Linked DNA regions of Oryza sativa: region 2 is linked to region 1. Evidence: chromatin contacts called from public ChIA-PET data. All regions are on one chromosome and are shown on one strand. Each heading gives the region's core, a stretch centred on a gene start, on an enhancer-like site or on the middle of the called end of the contact. The rest is flanking DNA. Distances are from core to core; before and after follow the strand shown. Region 1 holds the start of LOC4328450 (urease accessory protein D-like). Region 2 holds the start of LOC4328458 (ALA-interacting subunit 1).

Evidence for each region. ChIA-PET counts read pairs in DNA pulled down with a chosen protein or histone mark.
Region 2: a contact with region 1 is called in an RNA polymerase II ChIA-PET map of leaf, with 6 times the contacts expected there. The contact joins the promoter of LOC4328458 here to the promoter of LOC4328450 in region 1. A contact is called at or near these places in 4 of 15 Hi-C or Micro-C datasets (leaf and seedling) and 3 of 4 datasets of contacts at active chromatin or transcription factors (leaf and seedling).

What each region holds. Positions count from the first base shown.
Region 1 is chr2:4,000,842-4,007,018 of ASM3414082v1, reverse strand. It overlaps LOC4328450 (urease accessory protein D-like), which reads left to right and starts at 2,898. Exons shown (of 8, transcript XM_015771316.3): 1 at 2,898-3,098; 2 at 3,192-3,257; 3 at 3,406-3,480; 4 at 4,266-4,310; 5 at 4,419-4,649; 6 at 4,768-4,850; 7 at 5,214-5,382; 8 at 5,471-5,938. The coding sequence starts at 2,958. The coding sequence ends at 5,590. LOC4328451 (cytochrome P450 97B2, chloroplastic) reads right to left here and starts at 1,975. Exons shown (of 15, transcript XM_066307335.1): 1 at 1,664-1,975; 2 at 1,327-1,503. The coding sequence starts at 1,960.
Region 2 is chr2:4,047,445-4,053,776 of ASM3414082v1, reverse strand. LOC4328458 (ALA-interacting subunit 1) reads left to right here and starts at 2,374. Exons shown (of 8, transcript NM_001424157.1): 1 at 2,374-2,860; 2 at 3,323-3,381; 3 at 3,488-3,562; 4 at 3,649-3,762; 5 at 3,879-3,949; 6 at 4,758-5,055; 7 at 5,214-5,503; 8 at 5,976-6,287. The coding sequence starts at 2,770. The coding sequence ends at 6,030. LOC9267109 (succinate-semialdehyde dehydrogenase, mitochondrial-like) reads right to left here and starts at 151. Exons shown (of 20, transcript NM_001424156.1): 1 at 1-151. The coding sequence starts at 45.

The DNA of each region.
Region 1 (6,177 bases), core at 1,649-4,148:
AACCTCTCAAACCCTCTTTATTTTACCATCTATGACCCCAGCGAAGAGAAAAACTAGACCCCAGTGATATTGCTGATTGTTCCGTCAAAACCAAACTAGTGACTAGGAACGATACTAACAAACAACAAATAGAAAATTAGCTAGCACTTATGATTTATACGTCAGCCCAATATACATATACGATTGTGATTTGGGTCCAAAAATAACTCCACAAATACTCTTGTTGCGTCATCGTATTCCTTCGAGCACTTTGTCCCGCACCGGCGTTGCACATCTTGACATCTTATATCATCTTATTTCTAGCAGAACGGAAGGCAATAAATTAGTGGTTTTGATAATCTTTGGTGCATTTGGTGTGTTTTACAAATTAATAATGTATAGTTTTTAACAAATTTGTAGACATTTCATTTTATCATATTGTCATTAATTTTGTCTTGTATTATGTATAGTCTTAGATCATTAATTACAAACTAGATGACATTTCCGATTTAATGTTGGATTACAATGTAGCGATATGACATTTTTCACCAAATTTTAATAAGTTTTGATATAGTTTTGCCGTGAATTCTCCAAAAACATTCAAAATTTCACTCAGAATATACTTTTCGTCCCACGTCGAAACATCAAAATTACATGATTTTTGGTCGGTTTTGGTCGAAAGCATAAACCCTGGTTAACACTGACCCCGGTGACCATTTATCCTGGCTTTGCCCCTGCATTGTTGCACAACTTGTCCACATATCTACTTGATTATGAACCTAATGGTAAATTGGTAATGTAAGTCACTAATGAGAATCAAAAGAAATAATGCATAAACCTGAACAGCAGGGACGCAAGCCAACTATTGGCATATATCTTCACTGTTTTTATGAATGGTGAAATGTACATTTAGCAATGCATTTATGAAGTTGCAAACAAAAAAAAAAACTTGAAGGCGTGCTAATTAAAAAAAAAGGGTGTGAAGTTTGTGATGTGGAGTTAAAAAAATCGCTAGAATTGCAAAACAACTTTAAGGCAATAAGGCATGCTAACTAAACAAACAGTCAAGTTTGAACATGGAGTTCAAAAATGGCGTTGAACCATAAAATTCAGACAGTCAATAATAAAATGTACATAGCATTAAAATTTGTGTAATCATGTAACGTAGTTTGGAGATGAAATAGTGGACAAACATGCTTTTGATCATAAGAGAACGAAACGTATGTGTGATTGCAGTAAGTGGAAAAAAAAATTAGCAAGTGCAACGAAGTAGCGCAGTAGCGATGAAATGTGCGTGGGATATTGCAAATACTAATGCAAGAGCCACAGATTGATTGGGGTGATCACCTCGAGGAACCAGTCGTAGAGCGAGAAGAAGAGTGGCCGGCCGAAGAGGTCGGTGACGGCGCCCTCGGCGACGGGCATCGCGCCGAGGCTCCCGCCGCTGAGCAGGTTGGTGAGCAGGTTGCTGGCGTTGTCGAGCAGGCCCCGCTTGGACTTGGGCTTGTCGTCGACGCTGGACGACTGGCACCTTCAACAACAACAACAACCACCATAACATCACCCCCCCCCCCACCCCAAACACCACAGCTCAGCCACCCGCGCACAGAGAGGCAATCGGTCGAGCACCTGGCGTGCGCGCGCGCGCGCCCCCCAAGGCCGCAGAAGGCAACGTAATACGTACCTGACGACGGGGAGGCGCCTCCTCCCGCGGAGAGCGGGGCACGCGGCGTGGCGACGCGGCGAGGCGTCGGCCTGCCACGGGTGGGGCGTGGCGGCGGCGGCGGCGGTGGCCGCGGTGATCGCCATGGAAGCGAAGCCGAAGTGAAGCGAAGTGAAGCGCGGGGTGGTCACTGGCCAGAGATGGATAAGGCCGGCTCGGTGCGCGCCTGGGCGTGATATTGTGGTGCGGTCGCGCTCGGTCGGAAAGCGCGGCAGCCACCGACACCGACCGCACAACGTGTCCCGGTCGGCGCGGCATGTGAGTCACGGCACGATGAAATCGGTGGGCGATGCACCAGACCAGCCCACTGCATTAGGTAATTTATTATTTTATTTCGTTATTAGGTAGGGGCAAAGGTTGGTTGGTTAGGTAGGAGTATAGTATTATTGTTTTATTTTAGGACTTGTTCAGATTATAGCCAAAATAAATCTTACTAAATTTTGATAATGTTAAAATTGTAGCAACAAACTAAACGTAGATATTTTTTTTGACAACTTTATAAAAAAAAATGGTATGATTGAAGATGACATCAAAGTGATCCGGCTCTTAAAGTTGGATCTAACGAGGTATTATGATAATTTTTAAGTTTAATTTAATATTTATGTTAATTATATATAGCTAATTATGATAATAGAGTTATAATAATATAGTATAAAAAAGATTTGTCAAGAGAAAACCACTCACTAGTGCTAATTGTTTTATTTAACATTGATTTTGAAGATACCTGAAACAAATGCATTTAGATCATTTTTATTTTTGAATTCAAATAAAATCTAGTTTGCAAGTCCTAATGTCCGCATTTACGGCTAATTATTTTTTCAGTGATACACGACGTATTCGTCGACAGCGAGATGCTTATAGTGACTTATTAATCTCGAAGATATACCGATACAATCTTGTAGAGTTGCTCCGCGCATATGAAGTCCAAAAATTTGTACTACGTTTCTTAAAATAAAATGCAATGTAGAGTATCAAGATACCACCAAAAACGATTTTAGAACCGATGCATATCATTTCACTCTTGGGTAGGACCAGTCGATCTCGCCTTGGGTCCAGTAGAATAATGGCCCAATATTGAATTACACAGGTGCACTTGCCCCATCCCAGCCCAAGCCCACACGTGACGTAGTGGGCCGTGCTATTATCTTATATCGGAAAAAAAAGAGAGGAAGAAAGCGTGATTGACCTCTCGTTATCGTGGACTTCATTCTAAAAAAAAAAGAAAAAAGAAAGAAAAAAGAAAGAAAGAAAGAGCATGGAGGCGGAGGCGGCAATGGCGCCGGCGGCGGCGCCAGCGGCGGCGACAGGGGCGGTGCGGGTGGAGAAGGTGAGGGGGAGGTCAGCGGTGACCAGGTGCTTCGCCAAGTACCCGCTCAAGCTCATCGCCCCCTCCAAGGTTCCACCACCTCCTCCATCCATTATATAGATTGCCTTCGCTTGTTTGCTGCGATGAGCCACTGACCTCACCTCGTCGGCGATCCTCTGGCAGGCCGGGCGCGCGTCCTCCGGCGCCGCGTGGCTCTACGCCATCACCTACGGCGGCGGCATCGTCTCCGTGAGCCGCCGCATCGCCTCCTCTTCCTCCCCCGGATTGCAATCAACCAACCAACCAACAGTTTGCCTCCTTTCTCGAGAGAGAGGCAATCGTGAGTGCGAGTGTCTGATGCGTTTTTGTTCTTCTTTTTTGGGGGCTGTGCTTGTAGGGGGACATCATCTCCTGCACGGTGGCCGTCGGCGACGGGTGCGCGGCGGCGATGACCACGCAGGCCTCCACTAAGGTCCTTTTTTCTTTCAATTGTTCTCATGCGATTGGCCGAGTAAATACTGTTTACATTTCCTTAGTTGGAGAAAATGACATAGGTTAGTGAACGAATGTTTCTCATAAATGCTTACAGCTAGAACACTTTTAGGGCCCCCCCCCCCCCCCGTATTTTTTTTTCCTTTTTGAAAGAAGGGCAAAATCTTTGCCAACTTTAGGGTCCCTTTTGAAATGATGGATTGTCATAAGAATTTTGAAGGATTTAATCTTCTAAATGATTTTTTATTTCTATCGAGCCAAGGATAGAGAATATTCCATATGAAGTAAGCAAGAGGCCCAACCTCTTGGAAACTTTCCTTTGCTTTGTTAGTTTCCTATGATGCTATCAAAGGGCTCCTCTTCATCTTTCCTGTGTTTTTCATTCCTGTAGGATTAGAGAAACATGCAACTTCAATTCCTGCGTTTTTCCTATCCCGCGTTTCAAAGGGACCCTTAGATAATGTTACAGCTAGAGCTAGAGGGGTCTTGATGTCAATTCCATATAAGTGTAGGGTATGCTATTAGAATTACCAAATGCAACCTAGGACTTAAACTAGTCTATTGTAATAACATGATATTGGGCTTTGTGCGTCTTTGACACAGCAGCTGGGTTATAGCAATGCACCCGTAGTCAAGTGTAATAACATACTTCATTATCGAAATTTTAACTGAAAAAAGTTAGTTCTTGAGGAATATATTGATTTTTTTTAACGAACCATATATATTGATTGTTTTATGTTTGTCAATGGCCAAGTGCTTGTTTAGGTGTACAAGGCCGTGGATTCAAAATGTTCTGAGCAGGTGCTAGAGGTAATGCTCCTTCGAAATTTCGATACTCCTCAGAATTTCTTACTAGGGAACTTCAACTTTTTTTTTAAGAAAATAGCAATTATAATGATTCTTCATTATATGCAGTAGGCAAGAGTTGGAGAAGATGCACTCTTTGCACTTATTCCAGATCCTGTAACCTGCTTCTCAATGGCTCGATACCACCAGAAGCAAGTGTTTCATGTCTTTCCCAATTCAAACTTAGTCGTTGTAGACTGGTTTACAAGTGGTCGTTACGAGAGTGGAGAAAAATGGAATTTCAGCTTCTACAAGAGCATCAACCATATTCTTTTGGAAGATCAGCCTCTATTTATTGACTCGGTAAGAGCTCACCTTTCAGCTTCTCCTAACATTTGCCTGATTAATCTTGTTCATCCCCACTCTAATCATCGGTTGTGCTTAATGCCATGCCACATAACCTCTTCTAATGTCTGAGCAGGTTTTATTGGAACAGAGCTCAAATTTTAGTATTGCTGACCGAATGCAGGAATACAATGTGGTTGCAATGGTTATTTTGCTGGGGTAAGGCCATCAAACACTGAAATTTGCCTTCTGCACAGGTCTTCTCGACCTTTGCAGATATGACTTTGGCTACTGCCTATGTGCTGCTTCGGTTTTCACATAATCAACCGTGTTCTTTTGTCTTTGGTAGTTACTACAATTATGCTAGTTGAGGATCTTTCAGAATTTCTAGAAAATTGTAGGGAATCAGAGGAATCCATGGACCATAGTTTACTTCAGATTTCGAAGAAAATTGTTGGGAATCAGGAACTATGGACTATGGTTCACTCAGTCTAACAAGTTACTAGTGGAATCCCAGATGGCTAGATCTGGATTACTTACAGACAATGGTTCAGTGAATCAGTGGCATACTTTCCCTTGCAGACCAAAGTTAAAGCACATACAAGATCAGATGCAAGATGAGGTAAAAAAGATGATGTCTGTACAACTGCGCCCTCCCACTTCTGCCGGAGGTCGCTACTCGACAAGATCACAACCCCTACATCCCCAGAGGCCTCCAATCATCGCCTCCTGTAGTCCATTCGGTCGCATGGTTTGTTACTTCCCCAGCTTTCCTGACACTACCACGACAATTTTCTAGAAACATGTGATAACATCTTTTTTTCTTCCTCTTGCTGAAGGGCACTGGGATGGTTGCTCGGATAACCGCAGTGAGCACAGAATCTGTGTACAGCTTCCTGAGACATCATCTGGCAGCACTGGAACCATTCCTTGGCGCTTGCCCATATCCTGCATCATGAAGCTAGCGGCCATCTGACTGTTGATGGATCATCATGAAATCTTCACTTCCGACGAAGAATGAAGATGTAAAAATTGTCTTCGCATACGCCTGCTCCCCGTAGTTGATTGAGCATGCTTTGATTTTGGTTGTACATGTTATAGTTCTTTGTGAATTTCTGAGTAAAAGAAGATACTCTGGGAATTGGGCAGCTGATGATCATGACCCTCTTTCTGTACTTTACAATAAATCCTCCTTCCTAGTCTTGGTGGGCCAGGCTGAAATGTTGGATTCGTTGGGCTGGACCCAACTTATGTTAGTTGGACCAGATAATTAATTCATCAGCAATGCAAAGATTGTTGTACACTGCTGCAGAGATTCCACAGGCCCACACGCTGACAAATTGCAATGCACTGGAGGCACTTGAAACCACATAATCCTCTGCTGCTTGCACGTGCCAAGAAGCACGCATGTGAGCTTTTTATGGTGGTACAGCACGTCACTAACCACGTTTTCTGTATATGGATTTCGAACTACCGTTGGATCGAAAAATAGATGTTTGAGATTTGTTCACATCATCATGAGTAAAAATTTTACTCGCAGATTTAC
Region 2 (6,332 bases), core at 1,125-3,624, 47 kb before region 1:
CGCGCCGAGCGCCGCCGCGCGTCGCATCGCCATCGCCATCGCCATGGTGGTGGGGGTGGAGAGTTCGCGAGGAAGACGACGAGGCGGGTGGCGATCGGACCACCTGTTCTGTTCGGATCAGTGGCGCTTTGTGCCGTAGTATTAAATTATTATATGGGGGAGATTTTGTAAATCTTTTTGTATAAAGTTTGAGTTTTTGAGCTGGTAAATTTTGGAATTATTTAGTACTCCACGTCATTCAAATTTCAAGTGATCAAATAATTTGGGAAATTGGAAGATGATGGAAAGATTTACTCCTATTTATGTTGTTAGGCTCTCTCTCTCTCTCTCTCTCTCGCTCGCTCGTTTGAAGCAGTATGAACTTGGAGAAATTTTGCTCTGTTTCATTTGACCAAAGCTTTATACTCGAAATTGATTGATCTTTGGAAGAAGTTTAGTACGACACGAGGTGACGAGGGAGGAAATAAATTTGGGCCATCCTTTAGTGGGCTTCATGGATTAGAAGAGTTGGGCCGAAAAAAAACGGGGCCAAGATATACCGAACATGACAATATGGGCCTTTGGTATGTCCAGTCCACAATATCAGATCCATGGACTTTTGGGCTGATTGTGCGGGTTGTCCTTACTTTCTTTGGAATGGAATCAATATCATTTTCCTTCAATATCGTTCTCTATTATTAATTGAAGATGTTTTCATCGGTATTTTGGTATGTCATCCGTGTATGAGTCGGTTTTTAAATTTTTGTATTTTTGAAAATACATATCTATATTTGAGTCGTTTTTAAGATCGTTCACTTTTGGTAATACAGAAGGAATCATATAAGAATCTCGCATGCTAACTTAAGACGATCGGACTCCTAACTGTAGCTCATAATTTTCTAAAAATATATAACAATAATACGATTAAAATAGACTTTACCCATTACAACGCACGGGTATTTTTTAAGTAACTTAAAACATAAAAAAGAGAAGATCGAACATATAATGTATAGAGATAATAAATTAACTAAGTATAATATGTCTATTTATGTCTATGCAAATTCCCGAGACACAATATCAATGTCAGGTTAGGCACTGGTATACCCACTAAGGCTGTGTTCGCTGGAGCGGGTTCCTAACTGGAACGCGCACGAAAAACGGAACGGTCCATTAACACATGATTAATTAAGTATTAGCTATTTTTTTCAAAAATGGATTAATATGATTTTTTTAAGCAACTTTCATATAGAAACTTTTTTTCAAAAAAATGCATCGTTTAGCAGTTTGAAAAGCGTGCGCGCGGAAAATAAGGGAGATAATTGGGAAACCTGGGGTAAGAACAAGAACACAGTCTAACTCTACAAATTTATGTGTTAAATATTATGTAGTATGTTTGCAAACAACTTTTTAAGAATAAAGATATTCTCAAGTCTATAACTGAAAAAAATTATAAGAAAGTCCATTGAAAAGTATAAGCCATGTAGTTGTCAATTTATAATCTGTAAAATACTTGGTCATTGAGGGCCTCCGGATCTACTAAATTCATGTTTGGCGTCACTTTAACCCACCTAAATGTGCATTCTTCTTATGCCAGCTCTCTCTCACTATTTTATCTTCTCAATTTTTCTTTCTTTCTTGCCACCGGTCCACCAATTGAAACGTACTACATTAGAAAAGTAATTTAGATCCATCATATTTGTCTAAACGTGTTCTAAGTCGATGTTGACAACTCCACTTCATTTCAGGTTTCACCGCACTTGCTTTTGTTAATCATGTCGGTACATGTTACATACACTACTTCCTCCGTTTCACAATGTAAGTCATTCTAGCATTTTCCAGACAGATTCATTAATATCAATATGAACATGGAAAATGCTCGAATGACTTACATGGTGAAACAGATGGAGTACATTAAAATAAATGGCTAATATAAACTATTATTCTAGAAAAACATAATATAAGTAAAAAAGGGCTTTTACAGAGAAAGTGATAGTTACTATTTACCCAAAATTATTTCATGAAATACTAATTCACAGAGGATTCAATTAGGAAAAAAAAAGGTTTTGCTAGTCTTTTAGTTAGGAAACTTTTAGACTTTATATGCGGTGAAATAAAAATCTAAGAATTCACGCGTGTGGGATGCGGCCATGGGTCAACCTTCATCTTCGATTGGAAAAGAAGAAAAAAAAAATCAGATTGAAAGTTAAAATTTAAAATAGAGTCAAATAAACAATTACCTCAATTATTTGAAGGTTTTCAAAAGAAATAAGTACTCCCTATAAAAAATCCAAAACAATGCAACTACTCTACCTAACACAACCGCCCAATCCAATTTTAGGGCTGAAAAGAATGCGATTAGAATTTAGAAACTTCTAAAGGAAAAAATCTCATCTCATCTCATCTCAAGAAGAAAAATAATTAATTACTCGCAGCAAAGGACGGACAGTTTCCTGCGCAAATTCCACGTTCCACCTTCCTCTTCGGTCGTCTCCGCCGGCTTGGAGTTGGGAGAAGAAGCTCAAACGCGGAGGCCACCACGACCACCACAACACCACCACCTCTTCTCCTAGTCAAACCCACCCTTCCCTTGTAATCTTCGCAACAACAGCAGGACGGCAAGTTCGTAGCTTTCCCCTCCGCTTTATACACCCGCATCTCCAAATCTGAGGAGAGAGGGGAGAAGATAAAGAAAGAAAAGCGCGCATTTTGGTGTCCGGGGAAGGGAAAAGGGCGGTTCTTGGCGTCGGTGGCGGGTTTTGTTTTTTGGGGGTGGAAGCGGTTGGTTTGGGGATGAGCAGCGGCCAGGAAGCCGGATCGAGCTCCGGTGGATCCGGCGATGGCGGCGCGGCGGCGCCCAGGAGGAACACCAGGAAGCCCAAGTGTGAGATCTTGCTGCGATTATCTTTGTTGTTGCTTCTCGTTTTTTCTTATTTTTATTTTGTTCCCCTTTTGATCGGGGGTTTGGAGTAATAATTTCCGGTTTTTTTTTTCATCCTTTGTGATATACTAGTACTAGTAGATTATATGAGTTTGAAGAGGTTTAGATGTTTTATGTGTAAGGTTTAATTTGGCTGAAGTACTGAAAGTTGTGATGCTATAATTTAGATTTCAATTCGAGACTGGGACATTATTGTTATAGGATTTTTTTTTTTAAAAAGTTCTTGTTCTTCCTATCTGCAATAGTAGCAGTTGGCTTTGACTTTAGAACTGGAGTTTTGAGTCATCGACGAAGCCTTTGCAATTTAGAATGGTCTGCCATCTTTTCAGATGGTGGGATGATTGTTTTGGTGGAATTGTTAAATTCGCTATGAAATTTACTTTATTTACCCTCTTTTATGTGCAGATTCCAAGTTTACTCAGCAGGAGCTCCCAGCTTGCAAGCCGATTCTTACTCCAAAATGGGTAAGCTGATACTAGCCCAAAAAAAGTGCCTGCTGTTAGTTATATTTAGCTTGAGTGAGATGGCATGTTTAATCACCTGACGGATGCTTGTGCTTATCTTACGCAGGTCATTTCAGTTTTCGTTCTTGTCGGAGTCATTTTTGTCCCAATCGGGCTTGTTTCGTTGAAGGCTTCACGAAAGGTATGCTGTATTTTTTATTCGAACTTCAAAATATGTTTGGCCAAGCGTGAATATCATTTTTTGCTAACATTTTTCCTTTGCTGTAGGTTGTTGAGATTGTTGATCGATACGATGATGCATGTGTCCCAGCTAATACAACTGACAAGCTTGCTTACATCCAGAACCCAACAATAAGCAAAAACTGCAGAAGGACTCTTAAGGTAAATGAGCCTAGCTACATGCATATTCTTCTATACCCTGAAATTATGCATCTTGCCTTAAGTATCGAAAGAATCCTTGGCTGAAATATTTGGTCGAATTTTGGTCTCCACTCCAGGTTCCAAAGGATATGGATGCACCAATCTTTGTGTATTACCAGCTGGATAACTTTTATCAGAATCATAGGAGGTATGCAAATATACTTTCTGATGTCACAAGTATTTCAACTATCAGTACAAATAAACCCTTGGATGGGATATATGTCCAGTTTATGCAGCAGTTCTGTTGAAATGGTTAAGTCAGAATGAATTGTTGTGAATGCTGGTTCACACGAGGTAGCTGCCTGCTACCATGCAGAGGAAGGGTTGAACAATGTCTTGAAGGATATTATTATTTTAGAAAAGAGGAGTGCAGAGAGATTGAATTAGTGACTGAAATGATAAAACCTTATGAATTCATTATTTTTTCTTGGGAAGACTTGTCTTGACCCTAAGAAAATTTTATGTAAGCTGTATCTCTAATACACGGACTATACCTATAAGGAAATAAATTCAACTATCTAAAAAACTAATCATTCTTATGTTTAATTACAACTAGTGCCGCGCCAGCAGGTCCTCCTTGAATAGTTTGCTGTTGGTACAGTAAATACAGTAGTGCACGAACAGTACCAAGCCAATACAATGGCTACATGATATACACAATATATTTTGGTTAGGCCGGTATAATGCTCAACCTCAATATGATGTATCTTCTAAGTCAGTTTCTCAAAGAAAAGGATATCTTATGCATGGTAGAAGTGGGAAAATATATCTCTGGTAGAAGCCATGAAATTATGAATGCACTATTGACATCTGCCTCTACTGTACAGATGGCAAGAAACTATTGATTTTGGAAATAGTCATTTTGATTTGCTCGCCCTTTTGTTTTGCGTTTAGGAAATGATAATTCTTCTTGCCTTGCATGACATTTTTCTTGCTGAATTATATTTTTCATACAGATATGTCAAGAGCCGGAGTGATGCACAGCTAAGAGATCCCAAAAAGGCAAATGACACCTCCACTTGTGATCCCGAGGGTACAGCAAATGGAATGGCAATTGTTCCTTGTGGTCTGATTGCATGGAGCATATTCAATGATACATATGGCTTTGTTCGCAACAGTAAGAACCTGCCAGTGGACAAGAAAAACATCTCTTGGAAGAGTGACAGGGAGCACAAATTTGGACGTGATGTCTTTCCAAAGAACTTCCAGAATGGTTCTCTTATAGGTGGAAAAACACTTGATCCAAATAAATCGGTATGTTCTCTGTTCTGGTAGATTATCACATACATATTGGACATGCAATTATGCTTTTAGTACTTTTGTGTAATCCCATTTAAAGATCAAGAAAATTCTCTGAGCAGTTAGAATAATAGTATTTACCTGAAGTACTCATTTATTTACTTTCTATGCAGTTGAGTAAACAAGAAGACCTTATTGTTTGGATGAGAACTGCTGCACTTCCAACATTCAGAAAGCTGTATGGTAGGATACACACTGACCTCAAGAAAGGTGACACCATTACGGTGACATTGGAGAACAACTACAACACATATAGCTTTAGTGGCAAAAAGAAGTTGGTACTTTCTACCTCGACATGGCTCGGTGGAAAGAATGATTTTCTTGGTCTAGCATATCTCAGTGTTGGTGGACTCTGCTTCTTCCTGGCATTTGCATTCACCTTGCTGTACTTGATAAAACCAAGGTGAGTAACTTCTCAATTCTCATGTAATGCAATCATTTGAAGAAGCGCATGTACCCTGGGGATAATTGAGGCATTGTTAGGCCTTGTTTGGTGACCAGCTACTTTGGAGTTGAACTAAATTCTTCTTAGTTGATCCTCATCCAACCAACCAAAAGAGCCCTTTCTAGGCTACAAATCCTCATCAGTGCTTCATGTGCTCAATGTGTCTTCAAACTGAACTTAGCCTTTTTTTGGTTGTCTCAGAACACGCAGGAGTCCTGCACATCATTTCATTTAGAACCCCCCCCCCCCCCCCAAAAAAAAAAAAATAAAATAAAAAAATACACACACACACACACACTAATGCGTGGAAATGAGTTCGATTTGTTGTTTTGTTCATTGAACTCTTATTAAAGCTAATGTGATGGCCTTTGAGAACTGCTTCATTTCACTGATATGAATTGCATCTCTAATTTTCCTCTTTTTTTTTCAGGAAAATGGGTGACAACAACTACTTGTCATGGAACAGAAACCCTGCAGGCCGTTAATAAGCTCTTCAAACTTTTAAGTTGCAAATTCAACATGAAGCAAGTTGGATTATGGATTCAAATGTATCTTGTACTAGATAGCGGTTTTATTTGTTAGCCGTGCTGGAGTGCCAATACGGCTTATACCAATTAGGGCAGCGTTTATGAGCAACACTGATGTACATTATGTTGCAAAGAAAAATATATATATATACAGCCTTCTTTTGTTGAAAATTTTAAATATCCCAGAAGTTAAATGGAATGATTTTTATATTGTTGCAGTGTGATTCCATTGTTACCTCAATTGCACTGGTGTCACCATG